7 separate regions of the Mus musculus genome follow, and regions 2, 3, 4, 5, 6 and 7 are each linked to region 1. A link is a contact called in public HiCAR-type, HiChIP or PLAC-seq, Micro-C and promoter capture Hi-C data. All regions are on one chromosome and are shown on one strand. The core of a region is the stretch at or near the end of the contact, and the rest is flanking DNA. Distances in the headings are between cores, read along the strand shown. Region 1 holds the start of Peli2 (pellino 2). Region 2 has its middle 6.2 kb from the start of Gm36024. Region 3 holds the start of Socs4 (suppressor of cytokine signaling 4). Region 4 holds the start of Mapk1ip1l (mitogen-activated protein kinase 1 interacting protein 1-like). Region 5 holds the start of Lgals3 (lectin, galactose binding, soluble 3). Region 6 holds the start of Dlgap5 (DLG associated protein 5). Region 7 holds the start of Fbxo34 (F-box protein 34).

Region 1 (4,050 bases), core at 398-2,897:
CAGCAGATGCAGAGCGCAGCAAGGAAGAAATGGAGCCAGAACAGTGTAATGCAAGCACAAAAGCACAGCATGCCAGGAGAGAAGGGGGTAATTGTAGCCTAGAGATCAGTAGCAGCAATAGAGCAGACTGGGGGAAGTTCGCATGCCAGAGCGAGGTACTATAATTAAGGGAGATGGGTAACTGTGACGGGATTCAAAGGGTTGTTGACAGTCGCATAGTGGATATAGTAAGTGGGACTAGGGAGTAAGGAAAACTACACTCCGTCATACAGAAATCTACCAACACCATATGAAGAGAAAGAGCTCAACTCTCTAAAAAAGGGCTGCTGGTTAAACCTTTACATTTTCATAACAGAGAAAAGTACAGAGGATTTGTACAATAAGCCGGATAGCTAGTTGTCTTTAGTCTAAGAATAGACTTTCTGTAATTAGCGGAAATAAGGTAATCGTCTAATAAAGTTTATTTTTGGCTCATCAATAGTGTGGCTTTTGTTATTCTGGAGTAATTTATCTCCAAAGCCTCAATTAAAAGAAGAAAAGCCAGTTACTAACTGAAGTAAAATTACAGAAAGCATCATGTCACTACAGTAATAGCCTGTCAGAGAGCGATACATGCACGGCGCTGAGCAGTAGAATGGAAGGTTACTCATGCAATTATTTCTTTTTTAACTCCTTACTTAGAGTCATAGCCTAAACGTGTGTGTATGTGTGTGTGTGTGTGTGTGTGTGTGTGTGTGTGTGTGCGCGCGCGCGCGCGCGCGGGCACACACACACACACACTCTCGATGTTTATACATTGGGTAGCTTTTGCAGTATTTATTTCTTTAAATATTTAACAGTCTGGAAAGGCAGTGACAGGCAATAATATGTAGCGTCTCTAGCATGTTGCAAGGGCTTAATAAATGCTAGAATAATAAATTCCTCTATGATGAAAAACAGCAGTCAGTAAAACTATCACAGCCTACAATATTTTAAAGACACAGCACCATAAGAAAGCATAAAATACAAACAGTGCCTTGATTAATCCATGGAAATAAAGGAACATTTGTCTTCATTTAAAAAAAAAAAATCCACCTAGGTAATTTCCTTTTAAATTCCCCAGGGGGTTGAAAGAAGGGACAGAGATGTGAATAAGGGATTAAAAGTAACTTTTAACTTTTCTTTTTCCCCTTTCCCTCTCCTCCCTCCATCTCTCTCTCTCTTTTCTCACCCCCCCCCCACGTTCTTTCTCCTTTCTCTTGATACATGAAATGGTGGGGAGCCCTTCAATTAGCGCCCCCCCCATGGGCAGATTCTTTCTCTTTTTAAGCCCCCCTCTCAAGGGCTTGGCTTTGAAAGCAGACACCCCCAGATCAGTGCGCTCAGCATGGTGAGCTCGGAGGTGGGGGGTGGGCAGTATGCTTGGCTTTCACGCAAGCGGGGTCCGGATCCCCGGGCTGAGGACGAAGACCCCCACGCTCCAACTTTTCGGAGGAAGAGAGGAGAAAAACAGAGCTGCCCCTTTAAGGGCTTGCCTTCCCCTTTACTCTATGTTTACATAACACGGGGCGCTCGCGGGCCGCGGGGGCTGGCGGGCGGGCGGGCGGGGGCCGCGGGAGCGCGGAGACGCGGGCGGCGGCGCGGCCGTCCCACCTGCCCAGCCCGCTCAGCCCCCCGGCGGCGCGCGCTCCTCCTCCCGCGGGGCTCTGGTCGCCGCTCGCTTTCCGTGCCGGGTCCCGCTCGTAGCGGCCAACGTACGGATAGCTCCGGGGAAGCCGGCGGGCGACGCGCACAGCCACGACGGAGCAGCCGCGGGACTGGCCGCCCAGCGCCCCGTTCGCCGCCGTGCCGTTCCCCGGCGCGCTCACCCCGTTTTCGGGATGGGAGTGTAGTGGCGGCGCGGACTCGGCGGGGATCGCGGCGGAGGCGGCAGCGGCGGCGGCCGAGCGCGGCTCCATGTTTTCCCCGGGCCAGGAGGAACCCAGCGCCCCCAACAAGGAGCCGGTGAAATACGGGGAGCTGGTGGTCCTGGGGTGAGTTGGGGACGCGGGCGGCGGGGCGTCGCGGAGGGAGAGGGATGCGCTCCTGAGGGCCCGGGTCCCCGGGGTGCTCGTTGCCGCGGCCCGGAGGGCGCTCCTGCACCACGCGGGGTCGCTCGGTGAAGCCCGGAGCCAGTGGCTACTGGGGACTTCTCTTTCCCGACGACCGCGAACGCGGAGCCCTGTCTCCGAGCCCAGAGCCCAGTCCGCGGGGGTTACGCATTGTTCCAGTCTGTGACCCGGGCCGCTGGTTGGCCTCCGCTTTTTGCGCCGGGAGTGAGCTCGGCCGAGGGCCTGGACCGGGTCCTGGTTTTCCCGGGTCCTCTCAACAACGGTTCCCGGATCTCCCGGGTTTCCATTCTCGAGTCTCCGCACCCCTTGATCTCCTTACCCCTCGGGCTCCTGCACCCCTCGGGCCCCGGCCTTGCCGATGCCCTGCCAGCGGCGGGGAGCTCGCCACCCTGCCCTCCTCGGCTCCCACTCCGCTGGTGAAAATCACATTTTGAAGATAGTAATTATCTACAATCGTTAAAACGGCAGCAATTAGAGACTTCATCTACTTCCTGAGTTTCCGTGTGACATTTTCTATTGTTTACCCTTAATAAACCAGGAGGGAGGCTTCGCAGGATTAAAGCAGGGTAAAGTGGGCAATGAAAAGGGTGTGGGTGGGGGGAGGTGGAAAGTGCAGGAAACTCTTGGAGCTGGAGCAACTTGGGTAGTGCTGCAGGGAAAGGATTGGTTTCCCTTTGGATGTGCCGCTCCAGGGAACCCGCGCTTTTGTCCTCTGTTGAAAGATCTGTATTCAGACCCACGCGGGTGTTGATGGGTGGGCTTAGAGGCACGCGAGGAAGCCCCCCTCCTCACCCCTAAGCAGAGGCTCTGGGAACTTTGAGAAACGTGTTTTGATTACTACCTTGAAGTAAGTGCCGACTTAATTTTTTTTTAAAGACTCATCTAAAGTTTCCTAGCCTTCAGTTTGTTGCAAGCCTTTCTGTGTGTGTGTGTGGGGGGGGGAAGGTAGTACTGGAAAGATCACTGCTTATTTGGAAGCTCAGCAGATGAGCGCCTTCCGCACCTGCATGGGAATTGCATGCACTTAAGAGACAGATGTCAGAGTTCGCTGGGAAGAGGAGGGGTGGGGAGGTGGGTGGGGGGAAGCCACAGTTTAGTCTGTCTTATGTAACTTCAGCTCAGCCTAATTTTGTGGAGTTTGGTTTTGTTTATGTGGCTGGCTTCAGAGTATGCTTAACACTGTGAATTTGACAAAGAAGATTAACTTACGCCAGAGCCATTTCATTATTTCCTTTTGAGGCAATCTGTTGAGACGTTTCGGAGCAGTGTGGAATAAACCCGGAGAGGTTTGTGTTCATAGCTAAAAGTTTAGGACACTCCAAAGCCAGGAAAAGAATTTACACCCTGGACAGTTGTAATTTAGTGTCTCTGTAAACACCGTTGCCTGTAGCACCTGCTTCATCCTTCACTAAAGCTTTTCCTGGATCCATGATGGCTTAGTGTTTCTAACCTAGTAGCTGGAGGCAGGCAGGGCAGTTACCTGTGCTACCACATGGCAACACTGTTTGGACATTGGGTATCATCCAGTAGCCACAGAACACTTCCATTTTAATGTAGAACAAGACATAAGTAGAAACCCGAGTAAGTAAGTAGCAAATGATGTTTGGTGTTGTCACTTCTTCAACTGAAGTTGGTTAACAGTGGAGCCCTGCCGTGGTGGGGGGCTGGGGGGGAGATGTTGCTTCTTGCCAGCTTAAGGAAGACCTTTAAGGAAGAAAAATGGGAGTAGCAGATGGTTTTGTGTACGCCTGAATTGTGGCTGCTGCCCCCTCCCCTTCTTTCTTTCAGATTTCTGACTCTTGCAACATTGAGCACACTAAAGAGTACCTGGAAAGTAGTGAACTAGTTAGATTTTCACTAAGTCTTACACAGTTCTGCCCACTGGACTTGAGAGCATGTTGTCCCCTTTAAAATAGCAAGTGCATTTCAATGAAAAAAAAAAAAGTGCCATTACTGTGCA
Region 2 (4,050 bases), core at 465-2,964, 870 kb after region 1:
GCTCAGTGGGTAAGAGCACCCGACTGTTCTTCCGAAGGTCCAGAGTTCAAATCCCAGCAACCACATGGTGGCTCACAACCATCTGTAACAAGATCTAACGCCCTCTTCTGGAGTGTCTGAAGACAGCTACAGTGTACTTACATATAATAAATAAATAAATCTTTAAAAAAAAAAAAAAATAAGAGTACTCAGCCGCTCATGACAAGAGCCTGAAAGTCTAAAGGCTGGAAGGATATGGACTGATAGCTGGTTTCCAGCAGATAGTCTGACATGATTTCCCTGTCAATTTTTTATTAGCCTTTAAATACCAAATACACAATTCCCTAAACACCCACACACACACCCCGCGCGTGTGCGCACGCCAAAGAGCCTTTGGAAATGTTAACAGACAGCAGTACTGTAAACATTCACTTATCACATTAGAGTATATTCTAAACACAAAAAGGACCCATTACTCTTTTTTTTTTTTAATCACAGAAAGTTTTGCTCACACAAAGCAAACCCATAGCCCTTTGTCTCACCCAGGTCCCCACTCCAAAGCTTCAATGTCTCCTGGGAAGTGTTTTAGCCCTGAAGTCCAGAACCTTACAACGAAACAAGTCAAATATAACAAAGACTGTCTTTGCTCTGAACCAGGGATCACAGCATTCTCTCTGTTTCAATAGTTTCCAAACGCTTCGCAGTGAATGTGTTCTACTTTAAGAATTTCCCAATTAAAGACCTCAGAATGCAGACAAAACTCTGTCACTCCGGCTTTTCCTTTCCTCCTCTCATTTCTAAGGCCAGTTTGTTTTATTCAGGATTGAAGAAAGGACAGCAAGGACAGTTCGAGGGACAAGAAGCACGTTCCATCCCTACCGTAGAGTGCACCCCTCACTCTGATCCCTCTGTTTATATCTTAGTTTTGGACTTCTTGATTCCGAGATGATGGTTTCATCATGTGGGCCTTTTATGAAGAGTATTGCCCCAGTTGATGAAAACAATAGGCGCACAATGGCTGCACAGTGATCTAGTCTCCAGAAAAAGCGTCCATGGAGATCTACAGGGGGAACAAAGGCTAGGGGACCGTTCAGTAACATGTCTCAAATGTGCTTCCAACAAATTACACAGAGGCATCGGCGACAATATTTCAGCCACCTGTAAACAGAATGAATGGTTAAGGCTCCATTTGATAATTGTATTAGAAAATCTTACAAACTGCTTCTTTTCTGGTTTAGGGAAAAAAAATTAAATCACAGGGGGGAAAAAAACGTCACTTCCTGGTCACACTCGTACACAGCAAGAAACATTTTAATTGTAAATGTGCCTTTCAAGACCTTTAAATTTCAAAAAGATGAGGAGGCCGGATCCTGTGTGCTTACTAATCTGTAAATAGAGCACAGGCCAAGAATCAATTCTGAAATGCGGCATCAATTGCACAGGCTTCCACTTAGTTTTAGTGGAATAAAAGCCCTACTAGATACACAAATAACATCAAACTTACTGGATTAAAGAGCGGCCCCTCATACTCTAAATCATGATTGTCAATCATCACCCTGGATTAAGGGATATATTTTAAAAACCTAAAAGCAAGCGCTTCCTTTTAACTTCTGCCTACTGCGCATTTTGGATTACCGCCCAGAAATAGTATTACTTGAAACAAGACTGCCTCCCTCCTACCATCCATGAGAAGTGCATTGTTCCGCAGCTGCGGCGGCCCATCAGCCAGGCACGCGGCTTAGCATGCGAGCAGAGCCCTTAGGATGCTGTCTGTGTTTAGAACGCGGCTTCCCATTTACTAAACAGAGCTGATTTCCAGTTTCGTCAGTGTTTGCCTCAGCATTGCTATCCCCCTACCAGAAAGAAGCAAATTAATCAGAGAACTACGACGGCCACAACTTACTCACATTGTAAAGTGGGGGCATCCTTTAACACCCCCCCACCCCCCACCCACCCCCCGCGGTGGCCAATGAAGCTAGTCTAGCTTTATTTAAATGAAGAATTGTCTCGTTTCAGATTTGTTCGTTAGCGTTATCCACTTGGGCCTCTGTCTTTCAGTACTGGAAACAGTCTTAGAAAAGTCACAGGCTATAAATAACTCTTAGACCATGTAACTATCCAAGGACCTTAGAAAGTTTATATATATATTCAAACCACAGGCTCTTAAAAAAAATTAAAACAGGTCCAGTAACTTGTAGGTTGCTTGGATTTCCAGGTGAGAGAAGTTAGTTTTTGCAAATCAAATCTCTTAATGATCTACCAGACTGGTAACAAGTTTCTTCAGTTAGAGGTGGGGGAAGATGCCAAGGCTGGGGTGTTTGAGGATTTGCTAGTCTGTGCCATTTGGTGTTATTTTTAGCAAGTAAATGTATTAACATTTGTAAACATTGGGGGGCATACTTAGTAATGCAGCTACTTACAATTGTGGGGGAGGGGGTGGAGAGAAAATATCTACTGGTTCTTTAAATAGAAAAAAAATGCATTCCAGAACTAATCTCATGAAGAAATAACCTTTTAATAAGATTACTGCAAAAAGTGTTAATCTATGAAAAGTTCAGCACTCTTTTAATTGCAAACAAAACACTGAGTTTCAACCCAACAGGTTGCTTCATTGAATTCATTCATCCACGCCTGGCAAAGACATTCCAAATTTGAACTTAATTAATATTCCTTCTCTCGGTTTCCATAGTTTCTTTTTAAACACGAGTAGCAGCAAAAACTGGCAGTAACTTTACCCATATTCTCAATAATAACCCCCTCTGGCTATCAATATGGATGAAAAGGGAAAATTTTTCCATATACGGAGAGCCTCCATTTTCATGTCTTTTGTTTAAAAGCTATGCTGGTGAGATATTTTCCTCTTTCTGACTTAACTCTTTCCTGGATTGCGGTTGTCTCAGGGCTTAGGTGGAGAAGGAATGTTCCAGTGTACATTGCCAGTCCTGGATCCAAACAATAGCCTCCCACTCCCTTCCCACAAACCAAATAAAGGGCAGGGATATTCTCTGCTGAGCCTGTATCCTGGGAGGGTCTCAGCATCACTTGCAAGTCAGGCAGCACAGAAGGGTTCTTTGTTTGTTTTAACAATGAATGTACATTTCCTCGGCCACTGTGAAAAAGGAATGAATTGGTAGGGAACATTTATATGAGCAAATGACATTAGGCCCACTAAAGTGGCTGGTTTAGGCAGGCACGGTAATTCAGTACACTCAATGTATTTCCCCTGTGGATAAGGACTCCTCATACAGAGTGGATAGAGCCACAGTCTCAGATCTAGTCTTGAGTCATTTCTCCCTGCCTTCTTTCCTCTTGGGTCTATCAACGACCTTGCTGAGCTGAACACCTTCCACAAGCCACAGTGTCTCCAGCAGAACACTGAAGGGTTATAGCATCATAAAGATCTCTGTGCTCACCCCATTTCAGTCCAGAATTCTGTCCATGTCTTTCAGCCATCAAGTTATTGCTCTGATTTTATTATTATTATTATTATAAATAATAATAAATAATTTAAAACTTTATTGTAGCCTGGAGATAGCGGCAATCACCTTTCATCCCAGCAGAGGCAGGTAGATTTCTGAGTTCAAGGCCAGCCTAGTCTACAGAGTGAGTTCTAGGCCAGCCAGGGCTACATAGAGAAACTTTGTCTCACAAACAAGTAAACAAACAAAAGACCAAAACAACAACCCAAAAACCTTTACTGTAAAGATCTTTCCTGAGCGGGAGCTGTAGAGCTTTCTTAGACACCTTTGTTTTTTATTCTTTTAAGTTAGTATATGAAACAGTAGATTTCATTGTGACATCTTCATGCATGTGTGCTAGTTTACCCTGTTGTTCTTAGTTCTCGTCTAGCTTCTCCATCGGCGTATTTCATACTGCTATTAGGAAGTCATATGCTCTGATTTAATGCATCCATTTTAGTTTCAGTAAGGGTTATAAGCTTGGATCTGGCAGGAGATTAATTTCCTCTGTTTGCACAGTCAGGAATGGAGCACCCATCCCTCTGATTCTCGTGGCTCTTGTTTCTGCTGTTATTTGCATCCATTCCATCCTGGCCCACTGGAAAGTCTACCA
Region 3 (4,050 bases), core at 995-3,494, 840 kb before region 1:
TATAATTTTTCCACCTAAGCATAAAAGACACATGCCCATCATTTCTTCACAGCAACTGAAATAAGTACCTTCAAAGCACATGAAAATGCCTTTTCTCCAACATTAACGGACTTAGGGTCATCGTCGTCCAAGTCTTCCCACATCCTCACATCACCATCACTGCCACAAGTCACAATATAGCTGTGAAGGACATACACATTTTAAATGTCACCCAGTTCCAGGAACTCTTCAGGAAATGCTACTTTTCTATATTTTCAAACAAAAATCAAGACATTAGTGAATTCTTTTCCATATAAACATCAATAGCAGACTCTTAGCTTCCATTCTATAAAACGGAGATGAGTTTAATGTTCTCTGCGGCTCTTCCTTGGCATAAAATTATTTCTTGGTAATAACGTGAGAGAAAGACGAGCACATGATTTCTGCAACAGCAAGGACTGTGTCTGCTCAGCCACCATCACATCCCCAGTACCAGCTCGGGACACACAGAGACTATAACCAATGTCTGAATATATGAGCTCAACGAGTACCCCAAAAATTATTAAAATAGCCATGTGAATAGGTTATTGCTTGTTTTTCAAACTTCTCATCGCCTAAGTGCTTTTGTTCATTCTGTTTATGTCCTATCTGGACACATAAAAGTGCAAATTAAATAAAAACAGTAGAGGGCTAATGGCAAAAAAAAAAAAAAGATAAAAAAAGGAAGGAAAGAAAAGGAAGGGAAGGAGAGAGGGAAGGAAGGAATATGAATAAAATAAATGTTTAGAAGAAAAAAAAGATTAACTCCCAAATTGGAAAACCCAAAGGGGGTCATAGGAAAGTGTTCATCAGTGTAGTAGCCCTGCCTGTAATCTCCGTGCTTGCCAGGCAGAGGCAGCCTCAGCTACACGTTAAGTTGGAGACCAGCCTGTGCTTTAGGAGGCCCTCACTAGGACACCAGCTTCTAGGCAAGAATGGTCCACTTGAGTGGGCATGCGTGACATGGCTGCTATAGGGGTAACCAAGTGCTTTTTGGATTTAAGGTCTATTCCACAAAGGGGAACCCATTCTTGGTAGGTAAACCCTTTCAAAAGCCCATAGCAAGGGGAGGTCTCAGGCCCTAGGGGGTACACTACTGCATAGCTAAATTGCATAACCTCAAACTGCTGTCTAAATATTTATGTACATTTCAAATGCTACCCTCAGCCTTTATTAGGGAAGCCTCAGCCGGCCTGGAGCACGCCTTTAATCCCAGCACTTGGGAGGCAGAGGCAGGCGAATTTCTGAGTTCGAGGCCAGCCTGGTCTACAGAGTGAGTTCCAGGACAGCCAGAGCTATACAGAGAAACTCTGTCTCGAAAAACCAAAAAAAAAAAAAAGAAAGAAAGAAAGAATTAGAGAAGCCTCTATTTCCAGTAAATGGTGGTGATTGTAGAGCCTCATGACCGCACAAGGTGCTGACAAGAAGCGACTTCTCAGTATTGAGCCCTAAACTAGACATTTACATTATGTCCTCTAGTACACAGGGGACACTGTGAAAGAGGAAGCTGCAAAATTCCATCTCCTGGGCACGACAGTCATTGCAATTTACAGCAACTGCTGATGCTTAACTGTCTCATAAAATAAACATGACACCGAATGAGGACGTGAGTGGCGGGAAGGCACTCCTCTGGGTAAAGGATTTTAATTTTCGTGAGGTCCTAGAAGTGCCACGACAGTTCAAAGCAAACAAGCCTCAGGGCAGAGGCGCTCCTTGTTTATTCCTTCCTCTGTCCCTCCGCATCGGTCATCTTCGACCGGCTGTCCATACCGAGAATGACGGCTAACATTCACGCTGGACCCGTCCTTTGTTTCCAAAGACGCTTACCTTCCAGAATCATCAAAGCAGACTTCGGTGTGCCCTTCCGTATGTCCGTACCTCATGGGCTTCTGTGTGGCCGGCATCTTTCCCTACCTGAGCCGTTTTGTAAGAACTGGTATTTTTTTCAGTAGGGCGATCGTCCTCTCCGCGCCGTGCAGTCCTGTTTCCCTCACCCGAGGAGCCACAGCACGATGCAGCGGAAGGTATGTCACACACGCCCGGGAGATGACAAGCTTTCCCCTCTGCAAGCACGGGCAGCGGGGGCGAGGAGCAAGCGGTGTGCACCAGCGTCTGCTCTGATGGAAGCACGGAGCCGCTTCCCGCGCTCTGGCGCGCTCGCCCTGTGCGCATGCGCGGCCCGCCGCCGCCCAGCCCAGGTCCGGCCCGAGGTCGCCGGGTGGTGGCGTCAGAAGCGCGCCGCCTCGAAGCCGAGAGCTGGTGGCTGGGGCCGCTCTGAAAGAAAAGGTGGGAGCCGAACCCGGAAGTGGCGGCGGTCCCTGGAGAGCAGGCGGAGGCAGCGGCAAGTCTGACTCTGGGCTGACCGTGGAGCCGGGGCGGGGGCTGACAGCCAGGCCTCCGCCTGGCGGGAGCCGCACGAGGAGCGGGAGTGGCCGGGCCTCTCTTCCGCGCTTGAGCGAGCGCCGGGTGATGGCGGTGGTGATGGCGGCAGGCGCTCGGACAGCTCCGCTTGAGCTGAGCTCGGAGAGGTGAGAGGGGGAAGGGTGGCGGCGAGGGCTGGGGTTTGACGCCTGCCCTTTCAGGATCTCCTCCCGAGCCACCGTAGTCGCCTCCTTGAACCGATCGAGCTCCTCGGGACCGGGTTAGGGACAGACCTTGGCAAGCCTTTATTCTTCACGCCCTTCGTGCCCTCAACTTTGTCATTTCTGTGGTAATAAAGGATGGACTGATTCTTGTTTCTTGCGACTCTAGCTAAATAATGCTAAAGAGAGTTAACTTGGGTTTTCTATTTAGTTCCGACCAAAGTTTACCAAACTGCTTTTAGATCTAAAAGGAGAGGTCTAATTTGTATTGTTACAGGTTTCTGTTCATCGTGGCAGTCGATAACACATCCTCTACTAAGTCAGGTCTTGGCCCGTTAAGTTTATGCTTTTCTTGTTTCTTCACGTTCTCCATATTAATAAATTGGTCTGTTGAAAATTATGATTTTCGGTGATAATTGGGGCTTTGACGGCGTTTTTGTGGTACCCACTGTACAGTTTCAGTCAGACTTATTTTTATTACCGGAAAACTCTACAGAGGTAGATCTAGATAACTTATTAAAAAAATTGCAAGCTTAGTTATTACTCAAACCGTGGTATTCTTGCTATGGTGGCATTTTGTAAGGCATTTCTAAGAACCTGGGTTCCAAAAAGACACTCAGATTTGTATATGAATAAAAAGGAAGAGTAGTTGGCTCAAGTAGAATCTGAGATTCTTTTTTAAAAAACAAAACAAAACCCTATTGTTAATTTCCCACAAGAATAAAGGCACCTGAGACAATGACTTTTGAGTAACTTACTTTTATTTTGAAATTATTGTTTTTAGACAGGCCAATTTATAATTCTTTTGCCCAGTACCTGGACAATAAAAATGAGTAGGTACAGTGTGAGGTTCAAGTTGAGCTGATGATACTCATCTATATATTGAATATATTGTAATGGGATTTCAGAGTAATGCTTTTCAGAGCTCACCATTCAGAAACTTGCAAGTGGGAACAAGAGTTATTGATGTAAATACTTTAGACAGTGCCTGTGATACCATTTGATTTTAGAACTATGAATGATGTCAGCACACCTGCCCGCTCTCTCTGCCCTAACAACCAAGTCAGTATTGACAGGTTAAGATAATATTTCCTTTGCTGATTTCCCAGGTATGAATAAGCTTAAGCCTGATGATTAAACAGTTTCGTTTTTAATTTTAACTCTAACCTGTTGTATGACCTTGAGTGTGAGTGTGTGTCTTTATTTTCCTGATTGTCAGATTTCTCACCTCTAAAGTAGAGGTGATACTTAGTTCCACCAAATTATTGAAGTACATAGAAGATACTCGTGGAAGTCTAAAACTATTAAGGCCTCATGTTACTAGTTAGGCACTAAGGTATATAGTAGTTTTGCTTAAAGTGGGGTTAGCCTATAAAACCTTCAAATGCTAAATGCATCCAAAACTGTGACTGCTGCCTTCATCAAGTTTATGAGCATGTTCTGGGCAATA
Region 4 (4,050 bases), core at 887-3,386, 820 kb before region 1:
AAATTCAGGAGCATACCATGATACACTTTCGAAAGCCAAAGGACAACTTTTTGAGGGCTAATTGTCTTGTGGCTTGACTTTGAGGCTTAGCCTCTCAGCCTCCAGCTGTAGGCATGCTGAAGTTCCAGCTGCTAGCCACAGTGCCTAGGTTTTCACATGGTTTTCAGTGAGCAAACTCAGGGAGTGAGGAGTTTTTGGCAAGGACCTTTACCTGCTAATCCAAAACCTTGGCCCCAGCCTTGTGGTTGTGTTTTTCATTCTTAGTATTGGGAGCTGGAGGGTGGGGGAGGATGGGAATTAGCAGGTGTGAGGTCAAAGGACAAAGTGTGGAGTTACTTATCTTTTACCTTCATTCTAAGGGTCAAACTCCGATTGTCAAACTTGTACAGCAGGCACTTTAACCTGCTGAGACGTGATTCCAGCCAGTGGTTTGGTTTTTTAAGCTTTCCTACCTTGGAATGAAAGTGAGGACATGACCACTTTTTGGTATGGTTGAGAAGAGAGGTTTTACTGTAGATATGAGGGAGAGAACAGCCAGTGGCAACTGGAAGAGTCAGACTGAACAGGGTCGTGGCGGGTGGGGAATAAGGGTGGGGTGGGGTGGGGTGGGGTAGGGTGGGGGGGTTGGAGATAAAGAGACCTGACAAGAGAAACCAGATTAGGAGAACACTCAGTGGAAATGAAGTCATAGAGGTTAGAGGTTAGATAGGTTTACTGTAGCGGGTGGGGTGAGAAGTGCTGGGGAGGCCACTTACTTGTCTAGGGTTTCTTTGGGACCTGACATACATCAGAAGTCTGGGAAGGAAAAAAAAAAATGAAAAAAATTTTTTTGTTTTGTTTGTTTTCGAGACAGGGTTTCTCTGTGTATCCCTGGCTGTCCTGGAACTCACTTTGTAGACCAAGCTGGCCTCAAACTCAGAAATCTGTCTGCCTCTGCCTCTCAAGTGCTGGGATTAAAGGTGTGCGCCACCACGACCGGCTGAAAATCTGTATGTAGATTTAGATTTTGCTTTCTGGTATGTCAGTTTTGAGTCTCCCAGAAACAGAGGCCAGTCTCAAAAACCCAACACCTCTCATCTTACAGCAGTGGCTTATCAACCTTCCTAATACTGTGACTCTTTAATACCATTCCTCATGTTGTGGTAACCCCCAACCAGAAAATTAGTTCATGGCTACTTCATAACTGTATTTTTGCTACTGTTATAAATAATGTAAATATCTGATATTCGACCCCTATGAAAGAGTCGACGCCCAAAGGGTTCATAAACCACAGGTTGAGGCCACTATTCTTAATTTAAAACTTAAAGGGAATCAGAGATAGCTTATTCTGGACCCATTTTTGAATGATGATGGCACCAAAACACAAATTTAGGTTACCTCAAATTCCATGTCCCAACATGGAACCAGTATCACGAGGTTTTTAGTTTTACAGAACAGAGAACGCTATAAATCAAGGCAAAGTTTAAAACACACTGGTGGATGGATACATTGGAGGGTACATCAAGATAGAGGAAGCTTTTCTATACATCTAAGACATTATCCGATGACATTCTTAGCTTTTGGATTGGCAGAGGCTAGTTGCCTGTTAATAGACCTAAAAGGTTTTTAATCTTATTGCCACAAGATATTAGTTTTGACACAGAGGTGGCTATTCTGGAGGGCTAGCACTAGCCCAAGATAAGGTAATTAGCCCCTGGACCTGCAACATTCCAATCTTTCCACAGTACTGAAATTCCAACTTATACAACTCAGTCTCTGCAGACATATGCTTTTAAAAGTTTTCATTCGCAAGACCTTTAGAAAGACTTCCCTTTTCCCTCATCTCTTTACCCTCGATTTTAACAGGACTACTGACAGCCAGCTTGGAGCCTGTCTACAAAAACCTCTAAACACAGAGAATCCAAACTCCGCTTTCAGTCCCTGGGTTGCGGTGAGCATCACCGGCCAGGGGGTTTCCTTTGGGTCTTTTGGACTCAGGAAGCAGGGAAACCTTCCCGCGCTCCACCCAGAGGGAAACAGCCCAGGCTCCCGGAGCCACGCGGCCCTGCCTGCAGTTTCGTGGGCGGCCGGCTGGAGGCGCAGTGCAAGCTGGGCGGGGCGGGCGGAAATAACGGGCGGCCAGGTCGGCCTCCCCGCTTCCTTTTCCGGTGCCAGGAGGAGCCGTGTCGCTGTCGTCTCGGTCCATCAGGCCTTCAGCGGGTCTCCATTGCCCGTCTCTCTGGACTCACCGCCGCCACTGTGCCGCGCCTAGGACTCGGATCCTGCCGGGTGAGTCCGCTTGGGCGCCTGCGGCGGGGCGCGAGGCTGGCGGGAGACGATGCGAAGACGCGGGGTCCCGGGGGGCCTGGCGGCTCTAGAGCTTTCGATGGGGAGGGTCCCCCGGGAACCAGGCGACCGAGGGATCTAATGTCGCGCCCGTCGGGTTCCGGGGCGCCCACGTCATGCCAGGCTTGGGCGGGGGCGGGCGGGGGGTGAGGGGTTAGGCGGGAGCGGGCGACCCTCCCCCACATCCGCCTGCGTGACCGGCTGGGGGCTGGTTCGCTCCGGTTGATCCCGGATTCCCTTTGTTCCCTTAACCCTAAAGGGCAGCTTGTTTGTCCCCCACACCCCCCCCCCGTCCCCTTGCCCCTCCACCGGTATCCCAGCCACTAATTTCTAATAAAAACGACAGTGGAGGAGACCCGAATCCTTACAGCAAGGTCTGGCGCCTGATAATTCTGTGTGACAAGCTTCTCGCTGATCGTAATTACCCATTCTTTAAATGACTACGGGGGACAGAAGGTGCCATGGGCTGAGTGAGTGACGTTCTCCTTTGAGCTAGCTAGAACGCTTGAACCATTTTTTTTCCTCCCTGCCATGAAAACTGAAAGTAATGTTTTCACGAATCCTAAAGTTGAAGTATCTAAACCAGACCCCACCGTAGATGTGTAACAGCCTACTACAGAAACACACACGTGTTGCCCCCTCCCCCATGTGCGAAAGGCCTGTTTGGAGGCCAAACCCTCAGAAGCTGGAGTCGCCCTCGGAAGTCTTTGTTAGTGGCGCTCCTTGGGTGGGGAGGAGGGCAGTTTTTAGTCGTGGAGTATTGGAGCCACTCTCTAGAACACTTCCCTTCAAAAACTTTTTCCTGCAGCTGCCGAGGTTGGAATGTTCTTTTTGATTACAGAAGGAATCGGTGTCATCTTCATTCTCCCTACAGAGGTTGAGCGTTGGGCTCAGGAACCTTAGGAATTCAGCAATCTTGAGATTCTGTGACTGTTAACTATAGAGGAGCCCTAGACTCGGGGACTGTTAATTAGTAATATTTGCACAGGGTGAGCCTGTAGATAAGTGCTAGCCCGGCTTGCTACAAGGTCCTAAATTCAAGTCCCAAAACTTTAGGGAAGGAAAGAAAAAAATTCAGCAGTTGTAACTATTCAGACTATAGCGGGGAGTGGGTGGAAAATGAAATGGATAAATAATGTCGGGTCAGCTTTTGCCACCAAATAAGTTTGTGCAGTACTTAGGAAATTGCTTTTTTTTTTTTAGTTGCTCTCTGCTTTGAAAATAGACAAAGGTTTGTGGCCATATTGTATCGGTTGTAAAAGCTAACATTTGTTGAGTTTTTTGCTCAGTGCCAGGCAGTGACTTAAGAGATTTATTTACAGATTAGTATAATAAGCCTCAGCAAATCTCTGGAAAATACCCATTTACTGCCATGTATGGGACTCAGAGAACTGGATTTGACCATAGGCCAGGCAGGCAGTCTACTCTGGTGGCTTTTTTGTTCTGTGTTTAAGTGAGAAGGAGAAGATGGGGCTGCAGTGTGGAGAGAGATGGCTCAGGTTGAACACATGCACTATTCTCGCAGGGGACTGGAGTTCTGTCCCAGCATTCACAGCCACGTATAACTCCAGGACATTAAGCACTTCTAGCCTTCTGGGGAACCTCCATGGAAGTGAACAACCCCGTGTATAGTTTTTAAAATGTTAAGAATGGCAGGAAGAGAGAATTGGACATTTGTTGCTATTTTCCAGTTTTAGTCACTGGGTCAGATGAAGTCCTGTTTAG
Region 5 (4,050 bases), core at 799-3,298, 750 kb before region 1:
ATGACTCACGGTCTTAAGACTTTAAGTGTTTTCCTAAGAGACTAAAGGCATTCCTCTCTGCCCATCCTATTTCATGCCCACATGCTAATCATCTACAGATGACTCATTCAAACAAGCTTGTTGCCAGGCTACCTGTGTAGAGGAGAGTTCATGGCCTGCGAATTCTTCTCCAGCCACACAGTGACTTCCGTGTGTGTAAGCTTGGAGGGGCAGCAATGAGTGCATCACCAGCCACAGGCTCTGCCGAGCTTGTAAGTCTATCCTAGAGACTAGAGCAGGCCTCCTGAGTGCCCCTGGAATGAGAGTTTGCGTGCACATTTCCCTCTGGTTGTGCAAAACTGGCCGGGACTCTTTATTAACACACTAATAATTGATTACTTTAGAGACTACAGGAAATCTGGAGAGCCAGGTGACAAGTGACAGCTGGAGTGCTCCGTGGCTTACATAAGCCAATGGTCACAGTGATTGTTTGGGGTTTTTCATTTTTGTTTTTGAAACAAGGCCTGACTGTACATCCCTGGTGGCCTCAAATCGCCATACAGACCAGGCTGGCCTTAAACTTGAAGGGATCTGCCTGTTTTTGCATCCCAAGAGCATGCAGATCCCAAGAGATTAAAGACATGAGCCACCACACCTACTACCTACAGTGATTTTTTAAAAAAATACATATATTTATTTCTAAAATTTTATTTACATGTTTTAATATTTTACACTTGATCTTAGCCAAAAGGCCGAGAAGCGATGTTTTAATATTTTAAAATGCATTTATATTTGCACATATGCATGTGAGCATGTGTATGTGGCTTAAATGACAACATTCAAGAGTTGGTTCTCTTCTTTCCTCTTGAGTTACAGGGATCAAAGTTAGGCGTCGGGCTTTGTAGCAAGCACCCTTACGGGATTATGCTTGACTCTCTATACCCATATTTTCTCATGTCTAAAATGGGATTTGTAAGCAAGGGCACAGCGACATCACTGAATGAGTAGAAAGATAAGTTTATTGGGGCTCAAACCACCAAGGCAATAAACATTCCCCTGCCCCGGGTGTGGGGAGAAGTCAGCAGAATGGGGGGCTTTGAGCTGTTACAGGCTGTTGGGATTGACCGGGAAGCAGGTGCCCTTGCCTGAGGTAGTTGACATTGGGGGCAGACTAAGGGAGATCCCTGGTCAACAGAAACCACCTATAAGCTTCTGTTTGTGCAGCCAGAGTCCCTCTGTTTAGGACCAGCACTGGCATTCTGGGGGGCTGCTTTGGACCTAATAGGATTAAAATAATGCCAACTCCATAAATGTATGTAAAGCCCTAGGCATAGAGTGGGGTGCATAAGTGTTTGGTAGATATTAGCTGATGTATCTGAAGCTGGGGAAAAATTATCTTGAATATCCTTAACCACATCACTCAAGTTTTTAATCTATATAAATGGTTCCAAACTGGTTATCAGCCTCTTGCAAAAGCGGCTGTTCCTTGTAACTATTTTCATATAGACAGAGCTACACCCTGTCCTCTTGATTTAACTGCCCCTTGCCCGTGCTGTAACTCTCCTCCAATCTTTGAGAAAACATCTTCCTAGGAATCAATTCACACATTCATACTACTTCATTCATTAATTCATTCGTCCACATTCATTCATTCACTCATCAATCAATCAACCAACAAATACCTACCGAGAACCTACTATGTACCACATTGGGTTTACCCAGCCCAGCAAAATCCAGAGCAGGAGTGAATGCAAACAGGGGCACCTCTTACATCTCAGATTTGTCAGGGACACCTGCTCCTCCCTTCCCTCACACTCAAAGTCACTGCCATTTCTGCGGAAGGCTTCAGGTGAAGGAATTAGGGGCAGGATGAGACCCTGACAGGCAGCTTCAGACAAGGGAATTGGGTGAGTCTGAGAGTCTGGGTGCGGTCGGCTAGGGCCCACTGCGGGGCACAGGTGAGGGGCACAGGCTGGCGGGCGTGTCCCAGTCCACTGTGGGGAAGCTCCGTGGTCCGTGGGGCGCGGTCCAGCCAGGCGCCTGCAGGGCGAGGGATGCTGCCCCGCCCTGGGAGGGCGGGCCCGGGGAAAAGAGTACTAGAAGCGGCCGAGCCACCGCCCAGCTCTGACAGCTAGCGGAGCGGCGGGTGGAGCACTAATCAGGTGAGCGGCACAGAGAGCACTACCCAGGTGAGCGGCGCGGGGCGCGGGGACCGGTGCTGCTCAGTGCACCAAGAAAGGGCTGGGCTCCCGGGAGATGGACGGAGGTGACCTTCAGGGTCCCAGGCGCTGGTCTACCGCCTTGGCTCTCCTGCGGGTAACTCTCGGAGAAAGTTATTCACGACCTACATACTAAGTCTCTTTGGGATGGCGGGATGCCAGCGGGCCCTGGGCACTCCTTCGAAGCCCTGCGTTAGAGTGAGCCACAACCTACGGAGATCCACCTTGTAGCTGGCCCCTAGCTTGGCCATAGGGATCAGGTGCCTCTTCTGGCACGTTGGGGGTGGGGGTGGGAGTTTGGAGACTCAAAAGACATCGCCCAGGATTCCTGACTCCTGGAGGAATTCCAGCAGGCTCCTTTGGTGCACGTGGAAGCCTTCCACTAGAGATCTTGCTGTGTGGTGCCAGTGAGTTCCACCAGGTTCAGCGGAGGTAGGGGCTATAGCCACCCGCTGCGTGCTTGACCGCACAGGACAGTGCTGCCCAAGCCCTAGTGCGCATGTGTCGGGATGAAGAACTACTGTAACCTCTAACATTTTTTTGTAAGCCAAGTGACTCATTCGTGACCAGTGTGGTTATTTGTGCAATAACCTCTAGATCTGGGTGGAGGAAGTCTTGGGTGTGGCCGTGTTGGTCTCAGAGTGCAGACCCTTAGCGAGAGGCTTTCAAAGGTTGCATTTATGCTGAATTATGTTACTCAAGCACTATTGCAGGGAATCGAGGATGGGACGGGAATGGGTGGGGAGGGGGAGTTGAGACTGAGGCTTAGGATTCCGGCTAACCCTAGCAGGGAAGCAAGTGATTCCTATTTGAAGAAATTGGAATATTTATAAAGCGACCCCCGGGGAGTAGGGTTTCTGGATAATGAGAACATTTGGACTTAGTGACCCGGCTAATTCTGAGGAAAAGAACAGAAACCAGTGTGTAAAAACTATCACTTTCTGAAATTCCAAGATGTTTGCTTCAAGTTTATAGTTCCGTATTTTTATTTATTTACCTTTGGGGGCAGGGGAAGTATCTTAGTTAGGGTTTTATTGCTGTGAACAGACACCATGACCAAGGCAGCTCTTATAAAGGTCAACATTTAATTGTGGTGGGGGTGGCTCACAGGTTCAGAGCTTCAGTCAATAATCCTCAAGGCAAGAGCATAGCAGCGTCCAGGCAGGCATGGTGCAGGAGGAGCTGAGAGTTCTACATCTTCATCTGAAGGCTGCTAGTGGAAGACTGGCTTCCAGGCAGCTAGGATGAGGGTCTTAAAGCCCACACCCACAGTGACACACCTACTCCAACAGGGCCACACCTTCAGTTAGTGCCACTCCCTGGCCGAGCATATACAAACCATCCCAGGGAGACAGGCTGCCACTGCAGCCTAGGCAGGACTGGAACTTACTATGTAGCCCAGGCTGGCTTTCAATATTCAATCCTGTCTCAGTCTCCCAAGTGCAGGGGCTAACAGTGTAAACTACCACCCCCAACTGTTTCCATAAAACTTGAAGTTTAATAACAAAAGCCTTGCTTGTCTGCAACAACAGTCTTTGGTGGTGGTGGGGGGGGGAGGCAGTGCCCATCTGAAAGAATGCTAGTTTTTTTGTTCAGACAGGGCTGGTTTAGAACTTGTGATTTTCCAGGCCAGTACAACCACACCTAGTAATTGTCTCCTTCTTGGTCACTGATCATTTTTGCTTTGTTTTGCTTGTTTCTTGAGATAGGGTCTTACAATATAACCTTGGTTGGCCTCATACTCAGTACAGAGTTCAGGCTGGCCTTGAACCTATGCTACTCTTTCTCCCATGGTTTCCCGAGGACTGGGATTACAGATGTGGACCAGCCATCTTTACCCTAGCCTTTTCCC
Region 6 (4,050 bases), core at 1,136-3,635, 700 kb before region 1:
CTTTGTATTTCAAAGGTTCTCAGCGAGTTATTTAGAACAATTTCCTTTAATCAGTTCAGCCCTTTAAATTCCCTCCCAGGTTTCTCTTTTCCTATTTATCTGCATGTGGTGTGCCAAGGGGATGTATGCACACCTTACCCATGCAGGAGCCGGCAAAGTCGGATCCTCAGAAACCTGAGTTACAGACGAACCACCATGCTAGGAACTGACCCCAGGTCCTCTGCAAGAACAGTGAACACTCTCAACTGCTGAGCCATCTCTCCAGACCCCTTGCGTCTCAAAAGTACTTACAGTTACAAAAGACCCTTCCTTACTTGTTTTGGAGCTGGCCTTCTCTGGAGAGAGGTCTTGCGATGTCTCGTGTATATTACCAAGCTCTCGCCCTTCCAGTGGAATGTTGACGTCCTTCAAACCGAAGTGTCTGTTTCGCTCATACACCCTGTGTCTGTTCTCCTTCTGAGACAGAGACTTTCTATGAGCCAAGTTGGTTCTAACCATCTCAGTGCTCGAGTCTTTCCGAAACCGACTGGCAAAACGTGACACCAGCATCCTGCCAAAGAGGAGAAACAGACACCAACATAAATGGATTTTCATTTTATTATTTAAAAAAAGTAAAATAAAATCTCAGGTCAGGCTGTGGCAGGCAGAAGGCTCAAGCGAGCAAATCATGTGAGCTTTGCATAGCCTGGGCTAAAGAGTAAAACATTCTCTCAAAGAGATAAATTAGTAAACTAATAAAAATGATCAAGACTTCAATCTATCTCCTACACCACTCTGCACTTCCTTGAAATGAAAATATTAAAACTCACAATGGAAAAAATATGAGTAGATATGAAAGTAGAAAAGTCATCACAGATGAGATACCACGGCCTATTTGGGGGTTATGAGTAGGAAGTAAGTAAGGTCTGAAACCCACCTAGACCCTTCATCGCAGCATCACCCTACTGTGATGAACACACTCCTGTGACTTTAACACCTGGCTAAAGCTGGCCTGATAAATACTGTGCAACCACAGTCGGAAAACCAAAACAAGAGGGCCTGCTCATGGTCAGTCGGTCTCAGCTCCAAAGGAGGCTGGTGGGAGCTATGTGAAACCTTGTTTTAATCCTCTCCCCACCAAAAGAAAAAAAGGAAAAGAGAGAAAGTGTCAAACACAACTACTAGAGAAAGAGTTTAAGCAAAACTTGTTAACACGGTTGTCTTAGACAGGGTGTCAATTGCTGCAACAAAACACCATGACCTAAAAGCAAGTTGGGGAGGAAAGGGCTTATTCAGCTCACACTTCCACTTTGCTATTCATCATCAAAGGAAGTCAGGACTGGAACTCAAGCAAGGCTGGAACCTGGAGGCAGGAGCTGGTGCTGAGGCCACAGAGTGACCCTTCTTACTGGCTTGCTTCACTTTCTTACAGAACCAAGGATTGCAGCCCAGGGATGGCTGCCACCCACAAGATGCTGGGCCCTTCCCCATTAATCATTAACTGAGAAAATGCCTTACAGCTGGACCTCATGTCGTCATTTCCTCAACTGAGGTCCTTCTTCTCTAATGGCTTGTGTCATGGTGATGGTCAAGTGGACCTCTCAGGTCAGCTCCCCTGCCTGTGCACTCATCTTAAGATTCTCCGTCTAATACTTACAGCAGGTTAGAGAGAAATGACAGCGTCTTCAGGAAAAGCAGAATCCACTGACACTTGTGGGCTATTTTGGGAGGTTACTAGCATACAGGTCGGGTAGAGTCTCATCTCTAATACGCTGTCAATGCTTTAGGATAATCTACATTTTTCATGCCAATTTTTTCCAAAGGTTTTTTTTCTTGTTGTTTATGTGTATGTCTATTTCTGTGTTGGGGTGGATGCATACTGGTGTCCAGTAGAGGGTGTCGGACCTCTTGACGCTGGAGCTACAAGGAGTTTGTGACCTGCCCTACGTGGGATGCTGGGAAGCTAACTCTGCAAACAAGTGCTCCTTCCTAACTGTTGAGCCATCTCACCTAGGCCATTTTTAAATTTTTTCGGGACAGTCTCGTCCCAGGCCATTCTCGAGCTGGTATGCAGCCACGGAGGACCTTGAACTCTTGATCCCACTTACCTGAAGCAGTTTCTGGATCCACAACAATGTCGCAACACAGAAAACTCCACCGATCCGCAGAAGGAACTCCCGGACCGACCCTTCACGGAACTGAAATTTCCCGCTGCCAGCCGCTGATTGGAGGGACTTTTGCCAACACTTCCGGAAGCTCCCGCCCCTTCCCCTCGAACGAGGCTTGCGATAGGTTGGTTCTGTGCGACATTTAAATTGTTTGGAAGGCAAAGGGTTGGGAGCGGGAGGGCGAGGGGGAGGAGGGAGGCGGTAAACCCGCTAGGCGTGGCAGCGACACACTATAAACTCAGTGGGGCGGGCCGCACTTGTTGGCTCTTCAGGCCGGTTTTCTTCTTTCCTTTTAAACGTGTTTGTTTGTTTGTTTGTTTGTTTTGGTTTTTAAGACAAGGTCTCACTATGTCTGGGAACTCACTATGTAGACAAGGCTGGCCTCGAACTCACCGAGATGCTCCTGCCTGTCACTGAGTGCTGCTGGGATTACGGGCTGAGCATCCACGCTAAAAAAAGGCAAAGGTTTTAAGTTAAACGAGATCATTTATTCCATTTCTCCTTCTTTTCTAAGGCAAAATTAACGTCTGCCTTAGAAATCAACTGAGATTTCTAACAGACACATAAACGAAGGCACACATCCCATGAGATATCAAGAAAACAAAAACGCCTGGGCCAGGACAGCTGTGCTGACCATGTGTTTGTAGACTGATCGGTATCCAGTAGACACCGGGAAGATAAATTAGGAAAGAGTTTGTAAGTTTGGCTTTTGCTTTTTCCCTGCCAACATCTTGGGAAAGAGGACCAGCTGCCTGCAGCTCTATAGCAGCACTGAGACCTCTGGGACATACAAAGAGAAAGATGAAGATAGGTAACTGACATAATATTCATGGTTATGTTAGATCTGATGGGGGAAAGAAACACCAATTTCGCGAGTGGCTGATTAAAGCAAGCTATATCTGATTAAAGCAAACTGGCCAGCCAGCTGCGGTCTCCCAAAGTGGAGATTTCAGAGAGCAGCCCCTCACTGGCTTTTGAGGTTCTTTTTATGGGAATGGGTCAGGGTTGCTAAAAAAAAAAAAAAAAAAAAAAAAAAAAGAGCCGTTGGAGATAACTGACTCTTAGTGCCTTTAGCATCTGGGCCAGCGGGAGAGTGAGCCACTCGGGGTTCAAGGCTACCTATGGGGTAGATAAATGCAAGAACACAGCATGTGGAAGGGGAGTCATCACAGGTGTTCAGGAACTTAACAAGGCAAAGGGGTGGGCGTACATCATGGGGTCACAAGTTCAGCATAGGTTGAAAAACATGGTTTGCAGGAAACAAACCTGTTCTTGTAAGGTGTTAAAAGACACCTTAAGACGTAGTAACAGTGTGTGACAATGTGGTTCCTGTTTGGGTTTCACTGTTGTTTTAAAATAGCTGAGACTGGGGGCTGGAGAGTTGCTTGGCAGTTGAGAGCACTTTCTTGCCCTGGCAGAAAACCCAGGCACCCACGTGGTGGCTCACAACTCTCTGTAACTCCAGTTCTAAAAGATCCATCACATTCTGACCTCTGTGGGCAAAACACTCATAGGCAGAAAACAAAATAAATCTTAACCCACCACCACCACCCAGGGACCCAAAACTGAGTCTCTATTGGCCTCGGCTACTTGAGGGGAGTGAATCGGGAGGAGTGGGTGGCACCGATCCCGGGCGGCGGCCGTGCTTCACAGGTTTGTAGGTGATGGAGAACTCGCCCAGGTAGTGGCCTATCATCTCTGGTTTGAGCTCCACCTAGTTGAAGGTCTTGCCATTGTACACGCCCACCATGCTGCCCACCATTTTGGGCAGGATGATCATGTCCCCTCAGGTTTGTCTTCACCACCTCGGGCTTCTCCATAGGTGGCGCCTCCTTCTTGGCCTTTCTCAAGGGCTTGAGCAGTTAGTTCTGCTTCCGCCGCAGGCCAAGGTTCAGGCGCCGCC
Region 7 (4,050 bases), core at 1,058-3,557, 650 kb before region 1:
GTCTTATGACCTAAGTGTTCCATCCCTGGAGCCTACACACGCACACACACACACACACACACACACACACACACACACACACACACAGGTATATTCAAAGCATTGTGCTGCTCATCCCAAACGTTGGTGGCTCCGTCAGAAAGGTGCTGAGAACCATCATCTACCTCTCCTTCCTGTCTGCTTCCTGGCTGTGGATGCCAGCTGCCATGTTCATGCCTGTTCATGCCTTCTCTGCTTCAAATTGTGAGCAACATACCCCCCCTTAATGAAAATATCTCCATTTACTAACTTTATATTTTATGAGTGCTTTGCCTGCATCTATGTCTGTGCGTCATATCTGCCTGGTGCCTTTGGAGGCCAGAAGGTGTCAGAGCCCCTGAAGCTGTAGTTACAGCAGGTTGTGAGAGGTCATGTGAGTGCTGGGAACCAAACCCAGGTCCTCTGTGAGAGCAGCCAGTGCTCTTAACCACTGAGCCATCTCTCCAGCGCTACAAGATAAGTCCTTAATTTCTTAAGATGCTTTTGTTAAGTATTTTGATCATGGAAATGAGAAAGGGATACAGCCCAGGAAACCCGGTACATGCTAAGTAGCCCAGAGTGGCTTTGAACTGCCACAACCTCTTGTCTCAGCCTTCCAAATTCAGGGATTACAAATGTGTACTACCATGCTTGGCTTAGTTTTATATTTTAAAATTGCAAATTTGTGTGTGTGTGTGTGTATGGAGGGTTTTTCACATACTCCAGCCCACGCATGTGTGTGTGTGTGTGTGTGTGTGTGTGTATGTATGTGTGTGTGTGTGTGTATGTATGTGTGTATGTGTGTGTGTATTTGTGTGTGTGTGTGTATGTGTATGTGTGTGTGGTGTGTGTGTGTGTGTGTGTGTGTGTGTCTGTATGGGTGGTATTCACATACTCCGGCCCACATGTAGAGGACATCTTTTCATCCTACCAGGTGGGTCGTAGGGATTGAACTCAGGGTGTCAGGTTTAGTGTCAGTACCTTCATCTGCTGCAGCATCTCACTGGTCCTATTTCTACATTTTGATTCTTTAAGACTTCACACACACGTTTCACAAGAGGTTTTTTATTTTCTGATGTGAGGCTGTTTAAAAAATTTTGTGTGTATAGCTATTTTGCCTGCACATGTGTGCACCAGATGTGTGTCTTGGATCCCCTGGGACTGAAGTAACAGATAATTGTGAGCCACCACGAGAGTGCTGAGAATTGAACCTGGGTACTTTAGAAGAGCAGCTAGTGCTCTTAAGTGCTGAGTCTTCTTGTTGTTGTTGTTTTTTTTTTTTTTTCTTTCACTGATAAGTTTACAAGGCTCTTGTAGATTAGCAGTTTAACTTTAAAGTTTATGTACTTTCTGGTAGGTACTTCTGCCATAATTTTATGGAAAATATATTCTTTTGTAAAAATTTTTTTTATGTGTATAGTGTTTTGTCTCCGTGCATGCAGTGTTTGTGGAGGCCAGAAAAAGACGTCTGATTCCATGAGGCTGCAGTTACAGACAAGTTTCGAACCACCTTGTGGTGTGCTGGGAATTGAATTCCCCTGGAAGAGCAGCCAGTGTTCTTAACAGAGAGGACCCGCGCCCTGCTCCCGCTGATCCCAAATTTGCTTTGCCATTGAGGGTGACCATGAACCTGTGGCGCACCTGACATCACCTCCCAAACTCTGGGATTACAGATATGAAGCAACATGCCCAGTGTGTAGGACATCAGGATCAAACCCAGGGCCATGGGCTTGCTAAATAGCTCATTTTAAAAATTTGAAATAGATGAGCCGGGTGTGGTGGCACACGCCTTTAATCCCAGCGCTCGGGAGGCAGAGGCAGGCGGATTTCTGAGTTCGAGACCAGCTTGGTCTACAAAGTGAGTTCCAGGACAGCCAGGGCTATACAGAGAAACTCTGTCTCCTAAATAAATAAATAAATAAATAAATAAATAAAATAAAATAAATAAAAATAAAAATTGAAATAGAACCATACGCTAGTGGTAGAACCAAGATTAGAACCCAGACATGTTGGATATCTAACAGGGTCAAACGTATTAAGGCTTCTGGAGCACCTGGGAGTGTTAATGAACTTGTCACTCTAACTGTGCTCTAGGGTTAGGGTCCTTGTTGTGCAGTGACACTCAAACTCCCCAATCTCCCGCCACACCAGGCTTGTAGGCGCTTGTCCTGGCAGCTCCCATCTCTCCCCACAGCGCTCGCGGCCGCCCGCAGGGGGCGCTGGCGCACGCAGGCTTTGCGGCCCCGCCCCCGGGCAACCGTCGATTGGGCCGGCGCGTGATGTCACGCCGGTTTAGCCAACAAATGGGTTTCGGGGCGAGCGTTGGGCTCCGCCGCTCAGCGCTGAGCTCCTGGTCCGCCTCAGTGTCGGGGAGCGAGTCAGGCCTGCCGCCGCCGCATCGGGCTGCCGCAGCCCCGGGCCAGGCCCTGGCCCGGCAGAAGCACAGGTGGGCCGGGCGAGGGCGCGGGGCTGCGGGGCGCGGGGCAGGTGGACACCGTGGCGGCTCCCGCTGCTCCCCGCGGCAGGGCCGAACGTTGGGGGCGGGGACCGCGGCTCGCCGTGCTCGGGGTGCCGCCGCCGCAGCGTCCTCCAGAGAGCCGTCCTCGCGGCCTGGCCCCGAGGTCGTGCGCCCGGCTGCTCCCTGGGCCCGGAGTCCGGCGACCCAAGCTAGGCCGCCGCGGGTGGGCTGCGTGCGGGGCGCGGGGCTCCGGGTGTCCCCGTGCAGGTGAGCGGCGCGTCTCCTCCACCCTCCCCGGGGGGCCCTGGCGTGCGAGCCTGCGGTGGTGAGGTCACAGTGCCGAGGCTCGGCGTGCGGGTGATGTCAGGGCTCTACCGAGACAGACCGTGATGTCACTGCAGGCCCCGAGTGGCGACCTTGGCGCGCGGAAGGGCTGGGAGGACCCGCGGGGAGAAAAAGGAAGTTCGGTCCTAGCAGATTTGAACCAAAATCTTGGGATCTCGGCTTCGTACAGTTTGGATGTAATAATTGTCAGGTGCTTAAACTTCATTTCGGAGAGCATCGGTAGTAGTACAGTTTAAGGACATTCGGTTTAGATATGAGGGATCTTGGGGGTTGGGCGTGGAAGGGGTATTAGGGTGTTCACTGTGCCTTCAGGAAGCTAAACTCAGTTTGATGGTTTGATGTAGCAGTTGCTGGGAAAGGGTGCGCGGGGGCTGAACCAACTGGAGGGCTGATAATTTAGTTGGCTTTATCTTTTTTTTTTTTTTTTTTGCCAGTGATCTGCTTGTTAGCGAATGACCAAGGCAAGCAGATCTTGAATGAACTTTGTCTTGCAAAGAAGGGGAGCTTGAATCAATCCAACATTTTTCTTAAATAATAATCCCCCGATGATGTAATTTATCCTGGTGTTTCTTGCCCCCCCCTCCCCCGTTTTATCAGGGACATTTGTTTTTTTCTGTGATTATAGCTCAGCAATAAGCCTCTGCTTTGCAGCCCACCCCCACCCCAAGACTAGGCTGTAACGTAATATAACACATCTGAGGACTACCTTTGGGGTCAGGCGACTTACATTTTGTCAGTAGTGCTTCCGAATGTGAAATGATAAATTTTAGCAGGTGATTTTGTGAATGTTGATTTTTCTCAGGCTTTGAAAAGATAGTAGACCTGCATAGAAGCACTGGCGCACTGGCGGTCAAGCACACATCTCTTGACTGCCCGTAGTGACACGAGGGCCCAGAAGCAGTTACATAGGACACTTCATACTAAGAGGGATGGAGGGGAAGAGTGGAACACAGTAGGCTGGCCATGCTGTCAATGAGAAGAGAGATGGCTAGCGCATGCCGGGAGCAGCCAGGTGAACTTTGGATCAGGAGATTAGTGTAGGTCGGTGGTACCAGGTGCTGTTCATCAGGACAGTAATCCCTAAGGCACGTCAGAGCTTTACAGCTGCCCTGCCCGGCAAGGAACCTGGATGACTTAAAGGCTCTGAAGGTCCTCACATTCTAGTGTCTAAGTAACCCAGGTGTGATCTAAGTCACAGTGGCCACCTCTCTAGAGATCTTAAACTTTGT

What was found. Promoter capture Hi-C pulls out the DNA fragments that hold promoters and counts their contacts. A called contact is a pair of places that touch in the nucleus more often than the background predicts. HiCAR-type assays count read pairs that join an accessible place to other places. HiChIP or PLAC-seq counts read pairs in DNA pulled down with a chosen protein or histone mark.
Region 2: a contact with region 1 is called in a HiCAR-type map of astrocytes, with 2.7 times the contacts expected there. The contact joins the enhancer-like site here to the promoter of Peli2 in region 1. A contact is called at or near these places in 9 of 39 promoter capture datasets (cranial neural crest, embryonic stem cells, hippocampal neurons and 4 more), 1 of 484 Hi-C or Micro-C datasets (cerebral cortex), 1 of 115 datasets of contacts at active chromatin or transcription factors (astrocytes) and 1 of 9 other capture datasets (embryonic stem cells).
Region 3: a contact with region 1 is called in an H3K27ac HiChIP or PLAC-seq map of microglia, with 7 times the contacts expected there. The contact joins the promoter of Socs4 here to the promoter of Peli2 in region 1. A contact is called at or near these places in 2 of 39 promoter capture datasets (liver and stem cell-derived epiblast-like cells) and 1 of 115 datasets of contacts at active chromatin or transcription factors (microglia).
Region 4: a Micro-C map of embryonic stem cells shows a contact between it and region 1, with 6 times the contacts expected there. The contact joins the promoter of Mapk1ip1l here to the promoter of Peli2 in region 1. A contact is called at or near these places in 1 of 39 promoter capture datasets (liver) and 1 of 484 Hi-C or Micro-C datasets (embryonic stem cells).
Region 5: a FOXA1 HiChIP or PLAC-seq map of pancreatic cancer cells shows a contact between it and region 1. The contact joins the promoter of Lgals3 here to the promoter of Peli2 in region 1. A contact is called at or near these places in 4 of 39 promoter capture datasets (embryonic stem cells, hippocampal neurons, neutrophils and 1 more) and 2 of 115 datasets of contacts at active chromatin or transcription factors (bone marrow-derived dendritic cells and pancreatic cancer cells).
Region 6: a promoter capture Hi-C map of pre-B cells shows a contact between it and region 1, with 2.3 times the contacts expected there. The contact joins the promoter of Dlgap5 here to the promoter of Peli2 in region 1. A contact is called at or near these places in 1 of 39 promoter capture datasets (pre-B cells) and 1 of 115 datasets of contacts at active chromatin or transcription factors (microglia).
Region 7: an H3K27ac HiChIP or PLAC-seq map of double positive thymocytes shows a contact between it and region 1, with 5 read pairs. The contact joins the promoter of Fbxo34 here to the promoter of Peli2 in region 1. A contact is called at or near these places in 2 of 39 promoter capture datasets (hippocampal neurons and liver) and 1 of 115 datasets of contacts at active chromatin or transcription factors (double positive thymocytes).

The regions. Positions count from the first base shown.
Region 1 is chr14:48,119,222-48,123,271 of GRCm38.p6, forward strand. It overlaps Peli2 (pellino 2), which reads left to right and starts at 1,648. Exons shown (of 6, transcript NM_033602.2): 1 at 1,648-2,012. The coding sequence starts at 1,936.
Region 2 is chr14:48,989,282-48,993,331 of GRCm38.p6, forward strand. No RefSeq gene overlaps it. Among named protein-coding and RNA genes, the nearest start is that of Gm36024, 6.2 kb to the left of the region's middle. Within about 2 kb of position 1,715, at least 96 of the 459 cell types and tissues checked have an H3K27ac peak or open chromatin away from gene starts, as enhancers often do. A contact at or near this core is called in astrocytes, cerebral cortex and hippocampal neurons, where this site is marked.
Region 3 is chr14:47,274,676-47,278,725 of GRCm38.p6, forward strand. It overlaps Socs4 (suppressor of cytokine signaling 4), which reads left to right and starts at 2,245. Exons shown (of 2, transcript NM_080843.3): 1 at 2,245-2,546. Wdhd1 (WD repeat and HMG-box DNA binding protein 1) reads right to left here and starts at 2,182. Exons shown (of 25, transcript NM_001360532.1): 1 at 1,846-2,182; 2 at 69-180. The coding sequence starts at 1,922.
Region 4 is chr14:47,296,138-47,300,187 of GRCm38.p6, forward strand. It overlaps Mapk1ip1l (mitogen-activated protein kinase 1 interacting protein 1-like), which reads left to right and starts at 2,137. Exons shown (of 4, transcript NM_178684.6): 1 at 2,137-2,268. Gm35078 reads left to right here and starts at 405. Exons shown (of 2, transcript XM_006519856.4): 1 at 405-486; 2 at 1,846-2,268. The coding sequence starts at 473. The coding sequence ends at 2,251.
Region 5 is chr14:47,371,812-47,375,861 of GRCm38.p6, forward strand. It overlaps Lgals3 (lectin, galactose binding, soluble 3), which reads left to right and starts at 2,049. Exons shown (of 6, transcript NM_010705.3): 1 at 2,049-2,141. It also overlaps the pseudogene Gm52166.
Region 6 is chr14:47,416,022-47,420,071 of GRCm38.p6, forward strand. It overlaps Dlgap5 (DLG associated protein 5), which reads right to left and starts at 2,386. Exons shown (of 19, transcript NM_144553.2): 1 at 2,088-2,386; 2 at 315-550. The coding sequence starts at 549. It also overlaps the pseudogene Gm8353.
Region 7 is chr14:47,470,254-47,474,303 of GRCm38.p6, forward strand. It overlaps Fbxo34 (F-box protein 34), which reads left to right and starts at 2,308. Exons shown (of 3, transcript NM_001146086.1): 1 at 2,308-2,464.